Linked DNA regions of Anas platyrhynchos: region 1 is linked to region 2. The links are chromatin contacts, called in public Hi-C maps. All regions are on one chromosome and are shown on one strand. Each heading gives the region's core, a stretch centred on a gene start, on an enhancer-like site or on the middle of the called end of the contact. The rest is flanking DNA. Distances are from core to core; before and after follow the strand shown. Region 1 holds the start of THOC2 (THO complex subunit 2). Region 2 overlaps STAG2 (STAG2 cohesin complex component).

Region 1 (6,840 bases), core at 1,980-4,479, 81 kb before region 2:
TGAAAAATCAGTCTCAAAAGCAAATTTGTTTTGGACTAAGATTGGGTAGATTTGTTTAAACAGGAACTATGAAGCTGTGTCGATCACCTATAGAACAAGATGGCATAGCAGAGCCAGAAACCCAACCTAAGCCTCCCAACTCACACGCAACGTCCTATATACTCAGTTACACTCCCACGCATGGTCTACGGCAGTAATTATCATGAAGCGCATGTGCCTGCAAATATGGAAGTATATGCATAACTTAACTGATGTGGGTAGTTCTTTTGTTGTGCACAATCAAGTGCATTTTGCAGTCAGAATGGCACAACTACAACCAAGGTCTGTGTTCCTGACTCTCAGCCCTTTAATTGCTCCTCATGCTATGACATTCCTCATGCAAGCAAAGTAACACACCGGGAGTGCCTCAAAGAGGTCTCCAAATTTCACATTCGCAGAATGTTGAGCTTCTCCAGTTTATCTTGCAACTTAAGATAGTGCAGAAACTGCAAGCTCAGTGGTGTGCTTGGCTGGACTTCCCCTTTGAAGGGGGTCCTCGATGCATTTGATCCATCACAAAAAAAAATTATATATATATATATATCCCTGTAGCAGTAAGTGTTTGCCATTGCATGATTGTGTGCGCATTATCAATGGCCTACAGTCATAGATGAACACCTTATTGTGGAAGCCACTGGAGAAAGTGATGTGATTTAAATACAAAAGGACAGTAGATGGGTACACAAATAGGTCTAGAAGTCTAGACTGATGAGAATAATAAAGCAATCACACGGATGTCAACTCCATCTCTCTTTTGCAATAGCAAAACTAATACAGATAATTTAATAAAGTGTACTTAGACAGAGAAGGGTCTGAAAAAAAGATACAAGGTGACCACATCCTGACCAATTTTTCATTTTGGTAACAAAGAATGCTTGAACCTAGCACATGATCTGCATTCATGTATCTGTATTAGATATTATTACACATTGGTAGCTGGGTTAATTAAATTGAAAGCATTTACAGCTTTGAAAAAAAGAATTAGAACAATTCCTACAAAGTAAATGGTCACTACTACTTCGCTTCCAGAACGCTGCCTTATTAAATGGTTCATTTTAGAAAGATCACAGTTTTATTTTCCTCCAGCAAAACGGGAGATTAAAAGCTTTGGAAAAAGAAAGACAAAGTTAAACACTAAGAAGCACTCTCAAGAAAACTTAGTTTAGTAAAAAGTTGTCTAAGATATAAAGCTACAGATACATTGTTTTGCTTCCAGAAAATACTTTCATGCATATTCCACATTTATAAAACGAACACTGTAAAAATTGGTAGCCCTTATCCAAGTAATCACATTTCCTTTAAAATGGATGGCTTCTTCTGCCAACTACTGATAAAATCACGTCTGGAACTGCATTTAAGCAGTATCTGGAATAAATACTTTGGAATAAATGCCACAAATACAGGAATCTAGCCTATTTTATTGGCCCACAACAGGTTATCATTTTCTCCCTGTTCATCCGTACAGAGTACCACTGGAGGGGAAATGGAAGGCGTTAGCATGGCCTAAAGTTCCTTCCACTGTTGAAGTTCCAAGAATTCAATTCAAACAGTGCAACCGTCATTACCAAATCAACTATAAAATTTCTGTCCTCATGCGATCTTCATACAGTTTCCATATCCATAACAATGAAGCTACAAAAATCATCACCATATTTGAAATACATAGGGCAAAAAATGACTTAACCATTATAGAAGGAGACTAGCAAGTGGATTTCACAAAATAACACCATACAAAACCAGGGTCTGTTTTATTATAGCCACTTGTGCATTTTTAAGAGATGTATCCATTTATATACTTCATTCTTTGTTGTTCATTCACTCAAATTCAATCAAAAGGCTCTACTTGTTGCCTAAATATCGTTCAGCTATTGCCATAAAACCTATGAGTTTTATGAGAGAGACTGAAAGGGTATCAATATGAACTTCAGCATCATCTGGGGGCTCCTGAACACGTAAGTTATTGCTGTCAGAAATCCAGCTATTGAACGGACTTCCGTTCACCTTGCATCATTTATATCAAAACACATTAAAGTGACATGACAACACCATAACTGTTCTAGCACAATTCAAATACAACAATGGCTAGAGAGGGGCATCCCTTCATTACAAAATGGAGGGTCTAAGGAAAATACAGTTTTGTGCAGAGAGCCTCTGTGTTGTTTATTCCCTACAACGCTACCTCTTTCTTTAAGATCATTACCCTAGCTGTACAACCTTCTAAAATAGATGAACAAAAGAAAATAACATAAGTAGTGAATATCCAAAAGTGTATCTCATATAGTGATCCTCCAAATGCCTATGATTGAAACTTGATGTTTTTTTAGTTACAACACGAATTTAAAAAAAAAAAAAAAAAACAAAAAACTGAGCATTTACGGCTATGTGGTTGGTAAATAGAACACTCTCGTCCAAGGTAAGGTAATAACAAGAAATTGACGAAGTGGTGAACAACCCCCCGACCCTTGAACACAGCAGGCAACATGGCTAGCAAACCTGCCGAACAGCGATTGCTTAAGACAAACAGAAGGAAAGCCCTGAAAAGGAAGCCCCTAGCACACCCAGATCGCTCTGGGAAGCTGCAGCCAGACCCTCTGGCATCCAGGCGTTACCTCGCAGGATGACTGGGGCCGGCCAACTGACCCCACCTAGAGCGAGCCGCAGAACGCAGCGCCGGCCACCTGCCAACGGGCAGTAAAACGGAACGGGGGCCGAGGCCCGGGCCTGACAGGCCGTGGCGGTGACAAGGCTCCTTCAGGGGGGGGGGGTAGGAGCTGGCACCCGCTCACCCGGCCCAGCGCAGGAAGAGGGCGCTCGGGCAACAGGCGGGCCGGGCCCGGCCGGCGGGGGCGAGCTTCGGCGAGGCCCGGCAGCGAGCGGCGGAGCCGGGCCCAGGGGGGCAGCGGCCGGGCCCTCCGGCCCCAGGAAGCCCACAGCGCCCCCCGCAGCCGCACTCAGGCCCAGGCCCCCCCTTTTTTTCTCCCCCCTGCCCCCCCAGGCCCGCGGCCCCGCACTCACAACTCGTTCTTGCCCGCTTTCTCCCAGTTCTTTATCCACTCGGCGGGGAGCGCGGCCGCCATCTTCCCCGTGTGCCGCCGAGAGCCCGGATGGGGGAGCAGCGCCCGCGGGTCAGAGGGGACGCGGCGAGCCGCGGGGCACGACGGGAGCCGCTCGAGCTGTGCCCTGGGAGACGGCGCGTTCGCAGCCACTGACGCATGCGCGGTTGCGAAGCCGCGCCCTGAGCGGGCGGCCTCGCCCCCCTGCGGCTGTGGCCCCGTCCCCCAGCGCTCGTCCCGCGGGTTGCAGGCCGCTCAGGCCGCCTCCTCCAGTCCGCGGCTGCGGGCACTGCTCAGCCGTCCCCGGCCCTAAGGGGGGCTCAGGACGGATGGGGCGGGCCCCTCGGTAATTCTGTGGAAATTAATGTAGGCCATGGTCTCCTAGAGACGGAGCTAAGGGATCGTGCGGAGATGGCTGGTTAGAAGCGTTAAATGCACGCGAAACGTAATTTGTGGGCTGTGTCCTGTATCGTAGGCTCTCAATTCAGATTCCAGATTCATTGATGGCAGTAACACATTCAATTTTCTTCAGAAAGTAAAGCATGTTATGGAAAGGGTATGAACGACTCCTTTGTGCTCCCCAAAACCGTTGTTTTGAACTGCTGTTCCCCAAAATCATCACAGCACTGGGGGTAACTCTTCACCTGGAGTCACAGAGAAGAGACTCAATTTAAGGGTGCGAGTTAACAAGCACACGCAAACAATCTGCTCGTGCCTTTTATTCCAACAAATAGATTAAACGTTTTTCAGATGTGGCTTTCCGCATAAGCAATTTACTCGTCTAATTGACAGTGACCCAAAGCGAGGTGCTGTGCAAGTACCACATAGCTTTGTACAGATCTGTGAGCCACTGTCACACGAGCAAAACGGACAAAGTTAGAATGGCCGACCAACTGAGGGCCAACACACAGAACTGAAACTTAAAGGAAAGAATATAACAGAAACAAAGATGATGATAAAATTTTCAGAATGCAATGCACCTGAAGCTTAAGTCACCCTCAACGAGTCTTTCAGGGTATTTTACTTGTCATTCAAGTTCTACATATTTGGAAAGCACTGAACAAAAGAGTACGTGTGTGTGTGCATGTGTTCAGTTTTCCTAATTATTTGGAACTGCAAAAAATTAAAACCCTAGTTACTCAAAATGCAGGGACCCTTGTCCAAAATGATGAACCATCTCTACATCCTTTGTAAACCATGTTGCAAGATGTAGAGGTTTTGTCTTTCAAAATAAAATGCAGATAGTCTTCATCTGTTGACACAGCTTTTTTACCAATAAATGACCAAATTAGCTTTTCAATTCCTGTTTGGGCACTATTTTGAAAATTAAAATATTTTTCATTACCCCTTGACAAGATTGGGGATAAAATATTTTAATAAATTATGATATTCATTAAATGTACAGCAAACAACTACATAGATGATCCCTAATACGCATGCCCATCTTAGATGTTTTACATCCCTGCAAGTCTCCCCAAGCTTTTCTTAATTTCTTTCAGTTGCTAACAAAGATATATAAGTTAAGAAATACTTAATTTGGACAGGCAGCACATTATGTCTTCCCAAAACTGTGCAAGGACTGAATGTGAACAAGTTGAATTTTACCTTCATGATGAGGATGAAAGGAGACTATTGAGAAAATAACAGAAGACTAAAGACATCTAGTCATTGCAGGAGCAAAAAGATTACATCCCAAGTTCATCCAAGGAAACCAAACTATTTTTGTAAAGGATATTCATCACAGAATGGGTTGAAGATAAATGTAGTTATTACACACAATGTAGAAATATATGTGACAGAAACAATTTGAAAATCTAACTGAGCTTATACTAGTAATAAGTAATAGCTATAAAATCTATGGAAAGTGTATACTCATGCTTGCTGATATATTTCTTGTTAGAAGCTGATCACTTCATTATCAAGATCATTGGTTATGGGTTATAAGAAAAGCCATTTCAGGTCAGTATAGCAGCCTTACGCTTATTTTCATTATAACAGTGTTTCATATTAACAAGTTTTTGTCTTCCAATACTAATGCAAATATCACAGCAGCAGTGTCACAACTATAGATTTCGAAACTCCAACTTCTCTTTTACTTGGATTTTGTAATTTGACAAGGGAACAACCTAACAGACAAATAATTGGAAACTGAAATAAAGGCTTGCATAACTGAATATGGCTTTAAAGCATACAAATTATTCAGTTGTAGAGAAGAGACAAATGTTCAGTATTGCATAGTCATGCAAAATAATGACTGTTGCTTCTGCAAATGCTTACATCTGTTGACCTCTACCTTAGATCCCTTGACAGATAGTGATGAATAGAAGAGAATTTCTCTAAAAATGCCATCTTCCCTCTCAGCCAGGGCTATGAACTTACTTTTTAACAATCTATATATAAATATATATATATGTATGTTTACTTCATGCAGAGACTTCAGTGCAGTGCCAATTTTTAGTGATTCAAGGTCTGTGGACTTTTGTAGCAAATGGCCCATGGACTAGGTCTGTAAGAGTAGTACGATGCCATGTAGCCCTAATAAATGAGTAGTATTATATAACATTTACAGTTTAGCTAGTGATCACAGCGGTTAGTGACATTAAAGCCAATTTTAAAAGATATTAAAGTGCAGTTGGAACTATAAAAAGATTTTGCAAAAGCAGATCATTTAGCTGGCTCCCATGGGCATTGATGGTCTCATAACTATATGGTTTTAGTACGTTTGTCCCACAGTCATGTCTGCAACTTTAGACCTAGAAATATCTTTGGATATCTGAATCTTAGGATATACACAATTAAAATATCATTAAAGTATGATGCAGCTTTCGAAGGATGAGAGTTTTATGTGATTTCATGGTTTCTAAAATTTCGCAATGTGAATGTCACCGAAAAGAATTAAAAAACAAACAAACAAACAAACAGACAACAACAACAACAAAACCATAAGAGTCTTGTAGATCAGCCATTCAATGGTGACTCATTAAAAGAGCATTTCATTATTGTAAAGTTTGGGCTGTTACTTAAGTAGCTTATTAAATGCTTAAATAATTAAATAACTAGGCCTGGGATTAAAGTACAGCCAATTATATTAAAAAAATATACCATGTCAGCATCACTATATTTGCTATGTTTTCTATACATTTCATTTGCCATAAGTGGGGTAATTAAGTTGTGATGAATGGTGCAACATTTACAGTAAATGAAATGCATTATCTGTAGGTGCTGCTGTACTGGAATTCTCTTCAGTGGTAAATAGTTTGTAATATACTTATAATCCATTTATAAACCCCATTTGTGAACATTTATGCTGGTGAGTGATTTTATCTGCTGAAACTTGAGGACTAGACATAAGTGAAATTATCCTTTTATGTAAAGAATTGCAAAGTCAGGTCCTGAGATTTTGTTTTTATTCTGTAAATATATTAATACGTATCTCAGAATTATTAACAATTTTCAAAGCATTGCAATTCTCAGTTCCAAATGTCTTTTTTTTTACATTTTTTAAATAAAAATAATTAAGAATACTAACTGAGCATAGGTAGTGTATTATGTAAAGTTTTCTTATAAATCCACAAAAAATGAAGTCTTTTCTCAGAAATTATCATCAGATGAAGCAGTATATTTTTCTTGTTTCATATAGAATCATAGAATCACTCAGGTTGGGAAAGACTTCTAAGATCATCTGGTCCAACCATCCCCCTACCACAAATATTACCCACTAAATCATGTCTCTAAAGCACCATGTCCA
Region 2 (6,932 bases), core at 342-2,841:
AGTTTCTTACAATATAGAATGCTACTTGAAGTACGTTTTGTGTATTTTACTCAAATTACAGGATTGCTTTAAAGCTTGTTGGCCGTTGAAATACTAGGTTGTGTAATATTAGTACAAATAATGCTCCTGCAGGCCTGTAGGGAATGTCATGGAGTTGCTCAAAATCTTGCCTAAAAATCCACTGTTTAGTCTTGTTTGTGGAGATGACTGCAACAGCAGTGTTGAGAAGCATACTTATTTGCAAACAAACAAACTGTATTTTATAAAAACAAAAGTTGAAGCATATCCTGATTTCTCAGAAAAAGAGTGAGGGGAACACTGTAGTTTGTACCAGCTTTCTCTTCTACTTTAGTTTTCCAACTATTTCAGGAAAATATTGGGAATACTTTTGGTCCTTGATTTAAACTTTGATCTGGCTAGCATTTTAACTGTCACTACTGTGTAATTGTTTCTGAAGCATCAGCACCTCTCATTCATGGGTAGATAAATAATTCAGGGATGAACTTCTTGAGCCATTATCATTTCTACAGCTGAGTGCATTGCAATTTTTCAAGTTCTAATTTTCTGAATAAAGAAAGTGAGGTCCCTGTTTTTTTTACAGATGATTAACTGAATTACAGTGAAAAATCAATACACCTCTGAACAGTCATTCTGCATTTACTAAATCTTTGTCCTGTTCACGTAGCCGTTTTCCGCTGGGGATCCAGGAGTTGGACTCAGTCCTCGTGGGTCCCTTCCAACTTGAGATATACTGCGATTCTATGATCTCTGTGTTCCCCCCAAAAAGAAAGCCTCCAAATAATAGGGTGGGAATTGTGTGTGTGTACTTTGGAGAATCCATCTCAAACCAAAAACCAGCTACCTGAATTGTTCTGCCACGAGTTCATGCAATAACACTCAAGTTAGTGCTTTTACATGAGAGCATGAAACTTAGGTTTCATGGACAGACCTTGTAATTTTTTGTATTTTGTGTTTGTGTATATACACATACACTTAACAAAGGCTTCTGGCTGGCTTATATTTGTGTTTGTTTAGCCTGTGCATGTAATGAAGTTGTTTTTCAGTGAAGACACATTCTAATTGTAGTTGTTCATGCTTAGTTCTTTTAAGAGTAAAATTAGTTTAAATGGAAACTGTTACATTTAGAGTTAGCAACGTTATATATGATTAGTGTTCTCTGACTACTTCTCTTGTTCTAATGTTTTTTAGTTTGTTGACATTTTGTTTGCAAAAATCTAGCAAGATACAGGAAGGGGTTATGTTATTTCTGCTATTAAAGTGTATTTCGAAATTCCTCTTCTTGCTTTCGAAAGCTACTTACAGGAGACTGGTTGTACTACAGCAGCGAGATGCATTTCCGTCTTTGGAAGAGTCACTGAATCAAACGTGTTACGTGCATTAATTTCAGGAAAGATGTAGGAGTCTTCCAGTGTCCTTATGCAATTTATATATAAATCTTAAGAAAATGTGCTACAATATTACTGCTGTTTTAGCAATCTGTTACAAAGTTTATTGCACAGAAATAACTAGGTCAGCCTCTGGATGACCTGTCTTTTTGGAGTTTCTTCAGTTAGCTTTAGGCTAGAGCTCCACCTTGTGATCTTTCAGCAGGATACATTTTATTTTTATAGTTAATAATTTAATTATGACTTCACAAAGTTGAGTGACTTTTGAAACTTCTCATAGAGTGGGAGATTTCAGTATATGCTTAGGAAAATTAAAGTTAGAGTGCTGTGAACATGCAAATACACAAAACAAACAAACAAAAAAGTCCGAAGAACTGCATTTTATGATGCTCTTAAGTTTAGGTGTATTGATTATACTGAAAAAATATGCTTATTAGAGCACATTAATAGCTAATGTATTTTTTTTTAATGTACTTTCATTGCTTGGAATGGCATCTGCATAAATTTTACTTTCTTCCTTTCAGACTGCACTATGAAGAATTTGATGTTTTAAAAGTTCTGGTAGAATGCTTGTACGGACAGTTTTCCTCCTTCTGATCAACTTCCCAAACAGTGTGCTTTGAGTGAGTCATCAGATCCGTGTGTGAAGAATACATGTTGGCAGGCACCCTGAATTTCTAAAAGGCATTTACTGAGATCAAGCATATTAGGGGAATGGCCACTACCAGTCTTTCCCAATACTAAAACCCATGAACACCAAATAAAATTAGAAAATGTTGAGCTCAAGGATAAGAACGTGCTTCTTTATATTATACAGTTTGGTTGTGGAAGCTCTTGTGTGAATATCATGACAGCTAAATATTGGGTTAAAAAAGTAATAGAATATTCATGGAAAAATACTGATTCTGTTCTGTGAAATGCAGAAATAATGTGTTTGGCTGAAAAAAATCCCCGACTTATTTGTGAATGTTGGAGGGAGAAGTCAAGGAGAACATCACCAGTAAAAACAAAGCAAATGGGTTCTTCCCTGAGCAGCTTCTGCCGGCATCTGCCCATGAGGAAGTGCTGGGTTAGCTTGACCCTACTTGGCAAGACTCCAAGGTCCTTCTTATAATCTTTATGTATGTAAAACTTTAAAAATGAGCCCTTACTGGAACTAATGCAAGGTGGTTTTTTTTTGTTTTTATTTTTTTGGTCATTCCTGGGGCCTGAGCTTGGTACTGGAGATCCCTTACAGCCTTAGCTCTTGTATTCTTGCAGGGCAGTCACCTGAAACTACTCTCTTCCATTAATACTAGTATATAGTTGCGCTCATGAGGGCCAAGTTTCTTCTACTTCCTTCAATAAAAACAATTCTTGAAACTTAAATCTTAGTAGCTAAACTCTATACAGCGTCTTGAATTACTAGATATTTACTTCCTATTTTCATGAAGTGGTTATGTCCAAGCAATGACATTTTTTTTTCTTCATCTGTTGCTTGGCCTAAGATGAGTGTTTTTTCCAAGAAGTGCAAGTGGATATAAACTCCAGCCAGCTGGTTTTATCAGGTGATTTGACTCTTTGATTTAGAAATTACATAATTTAATCATTTGCCTGTCATTTTACATGGTTTTTATATTTTTTCTTCAAAAGATTCCCATGTGATTGTATTATACTGCTTTTTGAGAAATACTTTTGCAAGAACTGGTAGGAAGATAATTTCCTTTTTATATAGGAGACTGAAAAAGTGTTAATTGTGTAAACAAATGGTTAACTTGATTTCTATCTCAGTACCATCAATTTTATGGAATAGGTAACTTTATTACTGTAAATAGGTGGTATTAATGAGACATAATATGAAATTTGGCCAAGAAGGCCAACGGCATCCTGGCTTGTATCAGAAACAGCGTGACCAGCAGGGCTAGGGAGGTGATCGTCCCCCTGTACTCGGCTCTGGTGAGGCCGCACCTCGAGTACTGTGTTCAGTTTTGGGCCCCTCGCTACAAGAAGGACATCGAGGTGCTTGAGCGGGTCCAAAGAAGGGCGACGAAGCTGGTGAGGGGCCTGGAGAACAAGTCCTACGAGGAGCGGCTGAGGGAGCTGGGCTTGTTCAGCCTGGAGAAGAGGAGGCTCAGGGGCGACCTTATCGCTCTCTACAGGGACCTTAAAGGAGGCTGTAGTGAGGTGGGGGTTGGCCTGTTCTCCCACGTGCCTGGTGGCAGGACGAGGGGGAATGGGCTAAAGCTGCGCCAGGGGAGTTTTAGGTTAGATGTTAGGAAGAGCTTCTTTACTGAAAGGGTTGTTAGACACTGGAACAGGCTGCCCAGGGAGGTGGTGGAGTCACCATCCCTGGAAGTCTTTAAAAGACGTTCAGATGTAGAGCTTAGGGATATGGTTTAGTGGAGGACTTGTTAGTGTTAGGTCAGAGGTTGGACTCGATGATCTTGAGGTCTCTTCCAACCTAGAAATTCTGTGATTCTGTGATTTGCATCTGAGCTTCTTGATCATGTCTTGAGTACTTACGGTGCTTCTCACCATTGAAAAACTGAAACTACACAAGTCAAATAACACGTTGGTGGACAGGTTGAACTTGAAAGAGAACTGTGTGCCTTTTGAAGTTTGTACCTTTACTTTGTGCTGGCTTAGAATCACACGTGTGCCTTGAATGGTACTTGGGTGGCTGGCTGGCTGCTCACCTCTTGCTTCCCCTTGCCCTGCTCCTCGCTGAGGTACGTTCCCAGGAGGCGCCAGCCTGATTCTCCAAGTTACAATTGCTGACAGAAATCACAGCAAATCTTTGGATTTTTTTTTAGATTATTTTTATTTTTTATACCTGATACACTTGGAATGATGATACTGCGGCACAGTACGAGTGGAGCAGGTAGCCATGCAGGCTGCCTGGCTGTCATCAGAGTTCTGCGCCACCAAGGCAGGAGCACTGCTTGGCCCTCCCCTGCACCTGGCTGCTCCGTCACATACTCCCCATGCGTTTGCTCTGGGTACCCACTGGTGAACCAGTGTAACTTGATAATCCAGGAATTAAGTTCTCAAGGTATATTTTTGCCCATTTTATTGGGGGATTAAATTGGGTGATTCTGAATGGCAGAGCCTCCAAATGATGCATGGATGTTTTGCTGCCTGCGAGTAGCTATTTGCTAAAAACTACATATAAACCAAGCAGGGGAGGCTGTGATGCACCAGTAATGTGCATTTGTGGTTTTAAGGAAGGGAGGAAGAGGTGACAAAGGTTTTTGCTGTTCTGCAGTGACAAAGTTTGTGAAACTTTTGATCTCACACTGTGCTCTGGATGGCATGTACTGTAGTAGTTGTGGGCTGTCTTGAGATGCACCTACCTATCTTGAATCTCTCCTTTCACCACTGTTTACTTCCACTCTTGTTTCTCTGTCTTTATATAATTGTGTGAAATGTGAAGAAACAGAGATTTAAGTTCAGGGTTTGTGTTTTTTCTCAGCTCACCAAATTTTGGAAGCTACAGTGGCCCCTAGCATTCAGAAGAAGCACTTGCAGGAAAGAAATGTACAGCATCTATGTGCTCTATTGAAATGCAGGCTTTTAAGTGTTGCTACCAGACATTGGCATGCTAAGTGCATGGAGCTTAAAATTGTATCTTTTGCTCAAATACTTAATTACTCCGACAACCTGTAGAATCAGCAGAGAACTTTGAAGGTTCTTCTCTGTGCTATTGTATCTTTAAAATACCTGAACCTCATGCTTCCTTAATTTTGTCACTGTGTAAAATTTAGTTTGAGACAGGAAATTGGCACAGAAGGCTTTAGCATGCATGGTTGAATTTCACATTTGAAGCATTCATTGTCCGCCCTGCCCCCAAACATGGGAAAATCTTAATTATAAATAACTGGAAAAGAAAATATTTTGCAATCTTACATTTTCTTGATAAGATGCTACACTGTTTCTGATACTTTTCTTCATAATACGTAGATAGTATTATCTTCATTGATGTTCCTAGAGACATGTTGAGTGCTTTAAATGTTAATACTTGTAAGCCTGGTTTATCAACTTAGGAAGACAGGGAGTTGTGAAATAGCTGGTTAGATTGTAAGAACTCAGAAGAACATATCTTTGTGCTAAGTATCAGGAGCACTTAAACATCAGATTCAAAGTTGGTATACATAGTGTTCTTAAATGGGCACACACTGCTTTAAGTTTAAAATCAAATCTGTTTTTTGGTTTGGTTAACCACAATATCATAGTGTTGGTAGTAGAGTCTGAACTTTACAGTACAAGGTCTTACAGTTCAAATTTGAGTCTAGTATAGATTTAGAAGAAAAAAGTTATTTGCAAGGTGTTTATGAAAGCCATTCCGTTTTCTCAAGCTATTCAGAATAGCATTTATTTTCCAAGCGCTTTATTTCATTTTACTTTGATTTTAACATTTGTGGACATACTTTTTTTTTTTTTTTTTTTCATAAGATAATGGGAGGAGTCAAAGATATAAAATCTTTATTTAAGCAGGAAAAAGCTTGTCTGGAAACATAAGGTGGTGTGAACTAATATTTTCTATGTTTCCAGCTTTTTTTATCCCTTATGTGGAAATGTTTCTAATGTGATTTTTTATTATTACTATTATTTCAGAAGTTGTCCGCTACAAAGGAAGAAAGGAAAGGAAGCTCGTACTTCAGACTGGTTTTTGAGTATCTTTCTAATACAGTGGTGTTCCAGAAGATGATAAAGAAATGATAGCAGCTCCAGAAATACCAACTGATTTTACTCTCCTTCAGTAAGTGCTTTAAGAATTTCTGGTTTCATTTACATGTACTAGTGCTTCTTAGTGGTAATAGATGTGGTTGGTTTTTCTCTTTGAAACAAGGAAACAAAATGATTGAATATGGTTCTAGATTTTTTTCCAGTTTAAAATAAAGCACTGCTTGAATTATTTCTTGATTGTTCAGTGATAATTAAGTATTTTAAAAGTCCTTTTTATAAATTATTTTTAAATCAATTTTTAAGCTTTGTTACTAGGAAGTCATCATGACAGACTTCTTTGTTTACATGGTGTATTTGTCAAGGTTTTACAGAATCAAAGTATTGAAGAAGAAACTTTGGTTAGAAATAAAGAAATTCTAAGTTTCCTTCCTTCCTTCCTTCCTTCCTTTATAGAGAGAGGTGAAGTTGTGTAAGGGTATTTACCCTGAATAACTGGGGCAGGTTGCCTTATATCTGAAACACCCAATGCCAAATGCTTTAGTTAAAGCTGAAGTCTTAGCTTCCCTTCAGGTGTTGGTTCCTGGGGTGTTTATTTGACTAGTCTGCTGATCTAGTTTTAAGAATAGGTATCTGAATTTTGAAAATTTAAATTTAGAAATAGCTTACATTTTGAACAGAGAAATGAAATGATTAGTTAAAGTAGACCAGAAGAATGCAGTTCCTCACCTTTTAGTTGCCAAGAAATCAGCATGAATATATTTCAGCAGTCTGGAGTAAATTAGGCTGGTTCAAAATAATCCCAAAAAATGCAAAGAAATGGTTCTGTGTTAAGGAGGTTGTGTGTTCAATCTATAGCAGAAT

What was found. A called contact is a pair of places that touch in the nucleus more often than the background predicts.
Region 1: a Hi-C map of subcutaneous adipose tissue shows a contact between it and region 2, with 1.5 times the contacts expected there. The contact joins the promoter of THOC2 here to the enhancer-like site in region 2. A contact is called at or near these places in 2 of 8 Hi-C or Micro-C datasets (liver and subcutaneous adipose tissue).

The regions. Positions count from the first base shown.
Region 1 is chr10:2,314,607-2,321,446 of IASCAAS_PekinDuck_T2T, reverse strand. THOC2 (THO complex subunit 2) reads right to left here and starts at 3,229. Exons shown (of 39, transcript XM_038184145.1): 1 at 3,055-3,229. The coding sequence starts at 3,116.
Region 2 is chr10:2,231,445-2,238,376 of IASCAAS_PekinDuck_T2T, reverse strand. STAG2 (STAG2 cohesin complex component) reads left to right here. Exons shown (of 34, transcript XM_072043006.1): 2 at 6,000-6,144. The coding sequence starts at 6,101. Among named protein-coding and RNA genes, the nearest start is that of STAG2, 33 kb to the left of the region's middle. Within about 2 kb of position 1,591, at least 2 of the 8 cell types and tissues checked have an H3K27ac peak or open chromatin away from gene starts, as enhancers often do. A contact at or near this core is called in subcutaneous adipose tissue, where this site is marked.